2 separate regions of the Mus musculus genome follow, and region 2 is linked to region 1. Evidence: chromatin contacts called from public targeted proximity ligation data. All regions are on one chromosome and are shown on one strand. The core of a region is the stretch at or near the end of the contact, and the rest is flanking DNA. Distances in the headings are between cores, read along the strand shown.

Region 1 (5,605 bases), core at 2,992-5,491:
GTAAAGGAGAACATGATAGGATCTTCTTTCAGATAGCACAAACATTACCCTAGAGAGAGAGTTAAGAACTGAATTACACAAACTGATGTCGGAAAGAAAGATATTTCACTGGCTCATTTGACTAATAAAACTCTAATATGTCAGTATTTCCTGGAAAATTTAAACCTGTATTCAAAAGGACAAGGCTGATCTATACTGGACTGTGGATGGCATTTCTCCAGGCACAAGGCCCCTCGATATGAGCAGAAATGCTTCCGTGAGGATGACTGTGACCATAATGAAAGCGCTAGCAGGAAAAGCCAACTACAATTTTTTTCCAATCTAAAAAAATAAAAAAATAAATACAAATTCAGGGAGAAGAAGAAACGTGGCATGACATATAAAGAGCACATCTGACCATAAGACACATTCTGGTTTTGTGGCCAGTCACTTAAATACAAAAGATTTCTGTGGGCGTGAAGTTTGAAAGGCTGACAAGAAATAAAGCAGCCTCAGGAAGCTGTCTGTCTGTGTGAAGTACTTTGCTGGCACCAGTGCACAATGTGGCGGCTGCATTTGGTATCCAACTGGGAACTATAGATTTTTACTAATACTCTGGGAGGAAGAGATTGGCAAATACCCTCTAGGAGTTCTATGTGCCCAGAAGGCTGGCTGAGCCGCCAGGGAAGCGTGTGAAACCCCAGAGGATGTCACAGTACCTCCCTGATGCTTTTCCTTTATCCACTTTGGCTGTAGCTTTTAAACTTGAGAGTGAATCATAATGGAATTGCAAAGTGGGCTCATTATGTGAGATGATTGAAACAACTTATAATGTATGACAGTGGAGATGTGGGGGGTGTCAGTGCTGGCTGGCAGCAGGCTTGGCCCATGCTCAGTTAATGAAGGCCGTGGTCTTTGTGGGTGGCTGGAGGGAGGATCCTGAGACAGACACTGTCTTAAAATACCTCTCCTGCTGGTCTGTCAGGATGCTTTTATCTCAGCCTTTTAATACCCACTAGTTAAGGCACAGAGGTCTTTAACAACCACTAAAATGCCAGGGCTGCCGGAAGGAGTCACACATTCAAGTGCATCAGCAGCTGAGAGAATTCCCTTCAAACCTGTCTCCTTCCTATGTTCCCAGTCTGAGGCTGCCATGCACGATGACAATTTCCCTATTCTTCCACGCTCTTACTCTTGCTTCTACACTGCACATCTAATTAGGGAGTCTTGCCACTTTCTTCTTTGGTTGACTTATCTCTGTCCCAGCGTAGAGCCCTGGTCATCTACCTATGTGAATGCACTAGTCTCAGGATTGGCTGCTGCCACCGCTGCTGCTGCTGCTGCTGCTTCTTCCTCTTCTTCCTCTTCTTCCTCTTCTTCCTCTTCTTCCTCTTCTTCCTCTTCTTCCTCTTCCTCCTCCTCCTCCTCCTCCTCCTCCTCCTCCTCCTCCTCCTCCTACCTGGCTACATCCCTCCTCTCATCTCTGTCAGCCTTTCCAAAACACAGGCCTGTTCTTGTCACTCTCCTCAAAGCCTCGCCATAACTCCTAAGCAGCAGAATTGTGAGTCTTGGAGTTTGATGGCATAGGCCCTTCACAGACTCACCACTCCTCAACTGTTTCTTTTGCTTCCTAGTTCCTTGTATGGGAAAGTCCTTTCCTTTCATTATAAATGCAGATACTCTTAATTTTACCTTGGTACCTATGTTCTTACTACTGAGCTTAGACTAATCTCCTGCTTCCTCTCTCTTTGTAAAATTTCTTCTTGTCCCTACAAACCCTGGTCATAGTGATGTTTCTCTGACTCTTGAACTGACTTCCTCTCCTCAAAATAATTTCTATGTACCTTTATCAAAACACCTTTCATCCTGTTAGTATCCCCACCTGTGAGGAGTGGGTGTGGCAGCAGTCCCAAGATGGTGCCCGGGACTGCAGCTAAGTCTTATGACTTGCACCTGACTTCCTCATACACCTGAAAATAAGCCACGTCCATCGTCCATCGTGAGAGCTGCGCAGGTGCACCATGATGCTGGCGGTGTAAACAAGTCCATATTTGGTGGAGATGAGCCCCTGCCGCCCTGATTGGCTGAAGCTGCGTGCCTGGTGAGGTGGCGTGGCCTGCCGTGAGTGGATGGGGGCTGAGAGTATATAAGCAGACCCCTCTGGGTTCCTGGGGTCTCCGTAGCAGCAGCGAGGCTTTTCTGCAATAAAGGCTGTTGAGAAGAATCCGACCATGTTATGTCTTCCTTGCCGGCCGAGGTGGGCACAACATCCACCCCCACCCAACCCCATTCCTATATTTTCTGGAGGATATTGACAGTAGAATTTTGAACTGTGGGTGTTCAAGGACAAGAAAACATTGGGCGCAGTCTATCTGAATTAAAAGTCTGGCTAACAAGAAATGGACCATTTTGGGGGAATTAGTAGGTACAATCATTTGCCTACATCAGCAGATTCACAATAACATCTAAAATAAAAAGGCCGAGTCTTTAGCTTTTCTGCTCTTTCATCTCTTGCTATTTTGTTAAAATGCTATTGAAATGTTTTTTACTTCAGTCTGTAATTACAAGGCAAATGTGTGACATGTTCAGTATATGTGAGGTCTATGGTAGTCCTGATACTTTGGAGGAAGGCTTGTGTCAGAAGACAGAGTAGGCAGGTTCCCTGCTTTTCTGGAACTTACAATCTAGGTGGGCAAGGCAGACATCAACTATACAGATAACTAAGTTACAATGATTTTAGGTGCCAGTAAACACTGTATAGGGAATTAAAATGGTCCTTAGAGTAGATAGCAGACAGCTTCTTCCTGTTTAGTCACACAGTTTCCAAGTCTACCCAGATGTTTTGATTTAGATAAAAAGCAAATGACCAGAACAAAAATATCTTGTGAAACTAAGTCATGGTGGCCAAGGTAGGGGAAGAATGGGGGGAGAGATTTTTAGTGTTTTGTGTGTGTGTGTGTGTGTGTGTGTGTGTGTGTATGTATGTATGTATGTATGTATGTTCAAAACTGGGGCGGGTGGCATGAGGTGAATGCATTTGGGAAGAAGAAGGAAGGCCCAATGTCTGAAAAGTGATGTGTAGTATGAGAGGAGTTCTAGAGATGGGCCTAGGCCAGTGAAGTGGGCAAAGGTGGCTTTCTCATCAACAGGGAAAGTTTCTACAGGAGAGCATTGGGATGCCAAGGCTAGAGATCCAGGCCCCATGGAACAGTATCCAGACCACTGTGCTTCACACTCACCAGCTCACCATTCTCTCTCTCTCTCTCTCTCTCTCTCTCCCTCCCATCTGTCCCCATTTGTCTTTGTCTCTCACAGGTCTTAAGCATTCTGGGGGGAGTGTAAAACTGTTAACTTCACTCCTCCCCACTCATTTTATCTAAAATTTTTATTGTATTTTATATTCTGAGTTCTATTATTATATTCTCATTTCTCATCTGGTAGGCTGGACACCCTAGCCCTGGCTTTTCCCTGTGGTTTTGCAAATTCCTGGCTTGCCCTACACTTACCCTCATTTGAGAGGCTTTAGGATGCAGGCTACACTGATTTAGTTTAAATGTAACGGTATTTCTAAGTGTGGATTAACCTTGCTTACTGGAGCTCTGATCTAGTGGGGATAGAGCAGCTGTAGGAATCCACGGAGAGAGAAATTTTGACCGTGGGTGGTGTAAAGGATAAGCAGAAGACCAAAAAATGTGTTGAAAGGGGGAGATGACAGGCTCCCCAAAGCAAATTTTACCCATGCCTTTATTTTTGTAATGTATTCTCGAGAGAGCTGTGTATTCTCATCAGAAGATAAGTTCTACAAGCTGGAGTGCCACCTTACTCAGAATGCTGCCAGGCATACAGTAGTTGCTCAGGAGCCATCAATAGAATGAGTAAAGAGACTATCGAATGATTAAAACTAACAAGGCCTTGAGACAGTGTCCAGACCTGAGACTCTTTTAGAAGAGGAAGAAAAAAAATTACAATGAATAAAGATGTCACTCAGAAATGGTTTTGGAATATTGTTATTGACATCTGGGCTATCGTGTGAGAAAGAGGATGTGGGAAGGAGTTAGAAGGGGGAACTGATATTAAATTAGAGATTCATAGGTTAAAAAGAAAAGAAAATTAGAAAAAGGGAAACAATGGGTTTAGTTTAAAAATAAGTACAAAATTGACGTAGATTGAGCATATTTGATCAGACTATAAAAGTGTTTCCTAATTACCAATGACAAAGAAACCCCTTGAAAGGAAGCTTTATGAAGCTCTGTTCAGTCGGGTTCAGAGCCTCGTGGGATCACTTGAGTGATGACTGTGTGGGTGTTACTCCCAGGAGATTATCATTTTCTTTCTGAATTCATTTCCTTCAGCAGAAATGAGAGCCTGTCTCACTCGCAGGGGGCTCTTATTTAATGCGTAGGAGCCTTGCTCAGGGCTCAGGAAATCATGGGGCTCAGAGTCAGTGCAACAAGGCATAGGGGGCCCATACTGACTGCAGGGCAGAAAGGTCAGTCATCATCCACAAGGGACCAGAAGATGCCTAGTCAAGAAGACGATGCCGTACACTGAACTTGTGTTTCCACTATTTGCTTTTCTGTGCCCTCTTTCCTCTTTGACTTATGGAAGACTGCTTCCTCTTTGCTAGAGTGAGCCTTAGTGCTCTACACTCTATTCTCTATACTCAATTATAATGTGAATAATTCAAGTAACAATTAGCAAGCACGAATTATTACCATGCAGTTTATTCTTGTGTTCATTCATTCTAGCACTTACTCATTCAAGCATTATTGAACAGCTTTTAAACACAGGACAGTGTAGTAAGTTAGTATTAGGGGACACTAACATGTCCTGGGGCATAAACATGTCAGGTGCATTGAGGAAGAGTAGTGCCTGGTAGGGGACAAAAGTGGCCATTCTGTCAGTTACTGAGCTGGGTCCTTGAACTGTGATTCCTAATTTCATAAAGGCTTTTAAGACAGAAACTTGCAAGCAGCTGCTCAGAGGATAAACTGATGTGGCTTCCTTATGGCCACAGGCTTGGTAAGGAAGGATATAACTGTGTTTATGTGTTTACAACATGGGTTGGTTTGGTTCCTCAATTACATTTATGCTGTTACCCACAGATCCTCTCATCATGGCTTCCTTTCAAGGGGTTTCTTTGTCATTGGTAATTAGGAAACACTTTTATAGTCTGATCAAATATGCTTAATCAGCGTCAATCAATGAGAATTGTGCTGTGAGTGCTATTGGGCTAGAGGAACCTACCTTTTCATGTGCTTACCAGTGGATTTGTAGAGCACCACCAGAGTTCAATAAAGCTTTGTTGGAAGGAGGGCTTTTTTTAAAGGTATGAATGAAGTTGGAGACCCCCTCCCCCACATACTCTGTAGAACCTGTCTTTCAAGATCATTTGGCTTTTGCCATCTGGATTCCTCTTTCTGAGGTAGGGTGCCTATTACCTGTATCAGTCAGGGCTCAGGCAATATAAAGTAGTAAGTGATTGAACACTGAGACGCTCAAACATCCAGGAGGAGGGTTTGTAGCCATATCCGAAGGAAGCTGCTTGTGCCGATAGAGTATGGAGGCACAAAAGGCACAAGCAAGCTGTGACAGTCTCAAAGTGACTTTTGAAAGACTGGGTCCT
Region 2 (5,605 bases), core at 1,217-3,716, 1.6 Mb before region 1:
AACTTTTCCTCGGGTTCAAGACCCGTGGAAAGGCCTGTATGCTTATTTTGTGTACCATATTTCCTCTTTGTTCCTACTCTCTCTCCCCACTTTACTTCTGATAGCTTGTCCTGAATTTCCTCTAGAATCCTCCCTATCTTAACCACTTGATAACATGTGAAAAGGAACAAAAGGGCTCCTAACACCAGAAAAAATTCAAGGCCAAACATATTCCACTTTACTTCTGATAGACTGTCTTGAATTTCGTTAGAAAGTTCAAGATCAGACTTACCTCGTAAAGCTGTACTCACTGGTACTCTCGTTCCCCAGCTGAAAAGTTCTGAATTCATACAGTTGAATCCTTCTTAACAGTCTGCTTTACGGGAACCTTTATTACCGCGACCCGCAGTTCTGGTTCTGGAATGAGGGATCTTCCTTGCGCCAGTCCCGAGTTTTTTCTCGTCCCGGAATTCGGCACCAATTGTTATTAGACGCGTTTTCACGACCGGCCAGGAAGAACACCACAGACCAGAATCTTCTGCGGCAAAGCTTTATTTCTTACATCTTCAGGAGCCAGGGTGCAGGAAGCAAGAGAGCAAGAAGCAAGAGAGCAAGAAGCAAGAGAGCAAGAAGCAAGAGAGCAAGAAGCAAGAGAGCAAGAAGCAAGAGAGAGAGAGAAACGAAACCCCGTCCCTCTTAAGGAGCATTCTCCTTCGCCTCGGACGTGTCACTCCCTGATTGGCTGCAGCCCATCGGCCGAGTTGACGTCACGGGGAAGGCAGAGCACAAGTAGTCATAAGATACCCTTGGCACATGCGCAGATTATTTGTTTACCACTTAGAACACAGCTGTCAGCGCCATCTTGTAACGGCGAATGTGGGCGCGGCTCCCAACAGTGGAGCAAAAGGCAATTGTGAATCTTTGCAGGGAGAATGCTAATCTCTCTGTGCTTTTGCAGGTAGGATTTGAAAGAGCAAAAGTATCTCCTTCCACCTCTTCCATGGAAAGATCTGTGTAGCCCTGGCTCTCTTGGAACTCACTCTATAGACCAGACTGGCCTTGAACTCAGAGATCCACTTGCATCTGCCTCCCTAGTGCTGGGATTGAAGGCATGTGCCACCACCTCCAGGCTAATGCACTACTGATTCTTGGTCTATGTGTTCTTGGTCAGGTTCAACATTGATGGTAGGTTCCATTTGCACTACCTGTGGGGCTCATCGTCTCCCTACAACTATCAAATGCAGAAACACCAAGCAGACTTGCATTTGGGTCGTTTTGTTATGTTGGCGAGATGGTTTAGAAAAACAGTAACACACAACCCTGGAGCCAGTCCTGTAGCCATGTGGACCACACTCCACATGGGATCTGAAGGATCAGACATGCAGGCCAGCTTGTGATTATTTTTCCAGTTTCCAGAAGGTTCTTAGGAAGAAGAATTGCTTGGAAATTTGGGAAAAGGAAGCATGCCAGGGCCAGAAGGCTTAACAGACAAAAACTGTTATAGATGCTGAAGGTGACAATCCTGAGTCTTTCCAGGTTAAGTCTTTGGGTGAGTTCCCCCCTCAGTAGTAATCAGAGATTCTCAAGAGCTGGCCTGAATTCTTCTTTGCATAAGCCAGGTATTTTCAAGGTCAGGGGTGAGGCCTGTGCTGGAGGGGTACTGGCCCTGCTTAGAGGTAATTGGTCTGAAAGAGTGGCTATTGTGAGCTCTAGGGGAAGCAGGACCGGCTGGCTTCTGCTGCTGGCTACTGTCACAGTCCCCTTGGCAGCCCCCGGTTCTTGCTCATAAATATATGCAGACTTTCTGAAAGCACTGGAGCCTTTTCAAGGGAAGGGGAAAACACGGTTCGGTTCATTGTTAGCTCTACAGTTGCTCCCGATTTTAAGAAGGGCAGATGTTTGATGGAACAGATGTTGCCAGGGACCCAGTGGGAATAGTCCTGAGACTTCATTTGAGAACAATGGTTTCCAAAAACAAAAACAAAAACAAAACAAAACAAAACAAACAAATAAACAAACAAAAAATGGTTTCAAAGAACATAACTTTTCATAACAAAAAATGTCAGGACATGAAATTGTTGCACTGCTGTTTGAGGTGTGGAGAGGGTAATAGTCTTGCATGGCCTCCAACTTCAGCCTCCAGTGTAAATACCGTGCAGAAAGAGTCCTTTTGCCAGGAAGCCATTAGGAAAGTGATGTTGGGCCAACTGAAGTCCTGTGTGCATGACAACTGTCAGCTGATCAGGAACTCTCAAACTCCTGTTCTTATAATAGAGTAATATGCAAAAGAGAAGACAAAACAGTTGGCCTTCTCAGCCATGCTTAACAACTTGGACTTAACACCCCCACCAGCTGTAAATTGAGTGTGTTAAGTCATAAATCTCAAAGGAGGTGAAAGTTCCTTGGCAGATAATGAGCTGTCTCCATTATCTTCTCATTCATGACTTCCTGTGGGGGAGCTTGGGAGAGCAGTTGGGCTTTCTTTGACAAGCATCTGCAGATAAGCAGGGGAGTGTTTCTGGCAGTTTTTCAGGGTAGTCTGTCCCCTCTTTGATGGGGGCACTTTGGAGGCTCTCAGGGGACAGTGGTTACTTCCCACTCTGCAGTGCCCACATCTTTACATCTTCAAAGACAGACTTAGTTTTTAAAAAAAAAAACAAACCCAAAACCAAAAAACAAAAAAACAAATGAAGGAAATTCCCCAAAGAACCTTCCCAGGGAGCAACAAAAACATCCGCTGTAAACAGCAGGTTCATCTTCTGACAGGTTTTGTTTGCAAATGATAACAATTACAGGTAATTTTTCATTTCAATTGGAGGAGCAGGTATTAAGGAGGGGGGAGGGGCAGAGAAAAGATGAGCTCACAAGCTCTCTCAAGGGCCTCATTCACTCCCAGGTCTACAACCTGAGCTGCGTGGAGGACCAGGTAGTGGCTCCCCGTTCCATTAAGAGATCTAATTGTGGCTGTTCCGTCTGTTGGCAGATGCAGTTTCCACATAACAACGGCCCAGAGACAGAGCTGCGTGATTAATGCCTCCAGCTGTCATATGCCCCATTATCTGTGCATTTGCATAACTTAATGGTTTAGGACAGGGGAGAGAGGATGCTTAATTTAATGTTTAGCAGGCCCTTGATAGCTGAATAATTTAAGAACTGTCAAGGGGGGTCAGTCCTACACCAATTCAGCAAGACAGCTATGATTTCTGCATATCGTTAAAAATTCTTGCTGGGGAGATTTTTTTTTTTAAAGGGAAAAAGAACAACAATGCCTGAAAGGAAGCATTGATTTTTTTCCTGTTAACCATTTCCTGGCTGTGACAAGTGGAAGTTTGTTTTTGACAGCAGCTGCTTGTTTGAAGACCACAGGGGAAGCATGGGTCGCTCCTCTTCCCCTCCTCTATGGACACCCCCTCCCCCAGCCTCTTCCCTCCCTCGCTTTCTGATCATGTCTCCTTTTGTTCCCCTCAACCATCTCACCCTTTATGCCCTATTTTATGACCCACTTACAATCCTCTCCTGCTCTTTACCTCTAGCCTCTCATTTAGCTGAAAGGCATATGGGGAGGAGGGAGAAGGGAGATGTTGGGGGAGGCGGGAGGCGGAAAGGGAGCATGGACAGGGAGGAGCATAATTTGCTTAAAATCAACTAACAGCCCAAGTTGCTTTCAATAGGAAACACTGTCAGTTTCATTAGTTGCTAATGAATATTATTAAACTAATCTGTCATTTGTTTTCTAATTATGTGTCACCAGGCATCATGGTGGCAGCTGAGGTGACTCACTAGTGAATAATGTGTAGAGCTCCCTCACCTCTTTTTTTTTCTTTTCCAGAGTAAAAACAGCAAGTGATTAGCGATCATTTCACCCTGCATAGTCAGCCACCCCAGCCCTTGGTAGTCATTTTTCTCCCACACATTCTCAGTACAGCGAGGCAGTGGTTCAGCCTTGGCAGTCCATTCCCAGGGTACTGACCTGGCCCACCTCAAACCTGACTCAACCTTGTTTCTACGTTCTCAGCTGGTGTGAGACAATCTTAGATCAACTCCCTCCAAATCTTGTGGGTCTGGATTTTGGGCAACTCAGTTGCCTGGTGAGATGTATACTAGGCAGCTTTTGATGCTTGGCTGGTCTCAAAGGTCCAAAGCAATTCTGCTCAAATGACTGGCACTTTGATGGGCTGGTTAGACTTCTGAGTCTCTCTCTCTCTCTCTCTCTCTCTCTCTCTCTCTCTCTCTCTCTCTCTCTCTCTCTCTCTCCCTCTCTCTCCCTCTCTCCTTCTCTCACCTTGGGGATTCCAAGAATTCTGAAGACCAGAAGTGGCAACTCTCTGTGACCTTGGAAGCATTCTGGACATTTCATTTTTATTACATTTTGAGACAGTTTTGTCTGTCACAAAGACTCAAGAGGTGATGGGTAGGGGGCGTGCATATCTGTGGTTGGAGGTGTGTATACGGGAGTGTGGCTCAACAGTTAGAGACAAACACTGCTCTTACAGAGGCCTGGAGTTCGTGCACACACAGCCATGCACCTAATGGAAGGCACCAGTCTATGGTCCTCTTGAATCTGTCAAGTCTCACTGGCTCTTGCCTCTGTCACAGTCCTTTAGATTTCTTGTGTCCCTCCTTTCTAACCAAGCTGGTGGTTATCTCACTAGTGGTCTGGTTCCCACCTTTCTGGATCTTGCACCAGAATTATTCAAACCCAAAGACTGGAGCAACCCCTGCCTCCATTCTCATAGCGATCTGAGCTGCTGAGTGTGACCTAGCAAAAGGCTGTGTCTCGGAACAGTGGCTCCAACAGAAAAAGACTGTTCAGCTCTCAAGTTTGTCCTCAAAGCTCTGCTTCTGATTTTTTAAAAATTTCTTGTACTACCTTACTATCTCTTGAGATACTCAGCCCAGCCTTTCCCCTCTAACTAGACCATCCCTCCCAACCAACCTAGCTCCTCTCTTCAGAGCATCTCATTTGATCTCTGTGAGGGAAGCTTTCCTTCTCTGGGGCAGGCAAGCTCCTTGTCACCTGCACACACTGACTCAAACCACCATGTCTATTGTGAGGTTTTCCATTCCTTCATGTCTTCCTTCACCTGGACTGTTCATGGCCACTCTTTTCCTCAAGAACTAGTAGTCATTACCAATTGTTTCTTCTCTGGGCCCGTTCACTCAGCCTATAAACACGCTTGGTCCCAAAACAAACATAATAAATAGTGCAGCAGATTATTATTCAACACTTGCTGGCCCGAACTCACTATGTTGATGGCCCCAATCTCACAGAGATCCACCTGCCTCTGCCTCCTGAGTCCTCGAATTAAATGTACATGTACCACCATGCCCAGCTTTGCTACAGATTTGAAAACATTGTCTGCATTTCAGAAATTTGTGGTCTCCCTGTCTGTCTGCTCCCCTGCCATCAGAGTCAGATTCTTGGACCTGTTGATATTGCCAGGGCTGCTGATCACCACATTTATATGGTCAGGGTTCAGTCTTGTTTTGCTCTCTTTATTCTGACGTTGTTCTTCCATGTCTTGTGTCTTAGACCATTTAGCCATCATCGGAAGTACCATAAACAGGACAGCTAACAGCAGGATTCGATTTCTCACAGTCTGGAGTTTGGGAAGTCCAGGATCAA

Evidence for each region.
Region 2: a targeted proximity ligation map of large pre-B cells shows a contact between it and region 1, with 10 times the contacts expected there. A contact is called at or near these places in 1 of 484 Hi-C or Micro-C datasets (cortical neurons), 1 of 130 datasets of targeted methods (large pre-B cells) and 1 of 9 other capture datasets (embryonic tail).

The regions. Positions count from the first base shown.
Region 1 is chr19:14,242,442-14,248,046 of GRCm38.p6, reverse strand. No RefSeq gene overlaps it. Among named protein-coding and RNA genes, the nearest start is that of Gm31331, 150 kb to the right of the region's middle.
Region 2 is chr19:15,834,657-15,840,261 of GRCm38.p6, reverse strand. No RefSeq gene overlaps it. Among named protein-coding and RNA genes, the nearest start is that of Psat1, 88 kb to the left of the region's middle.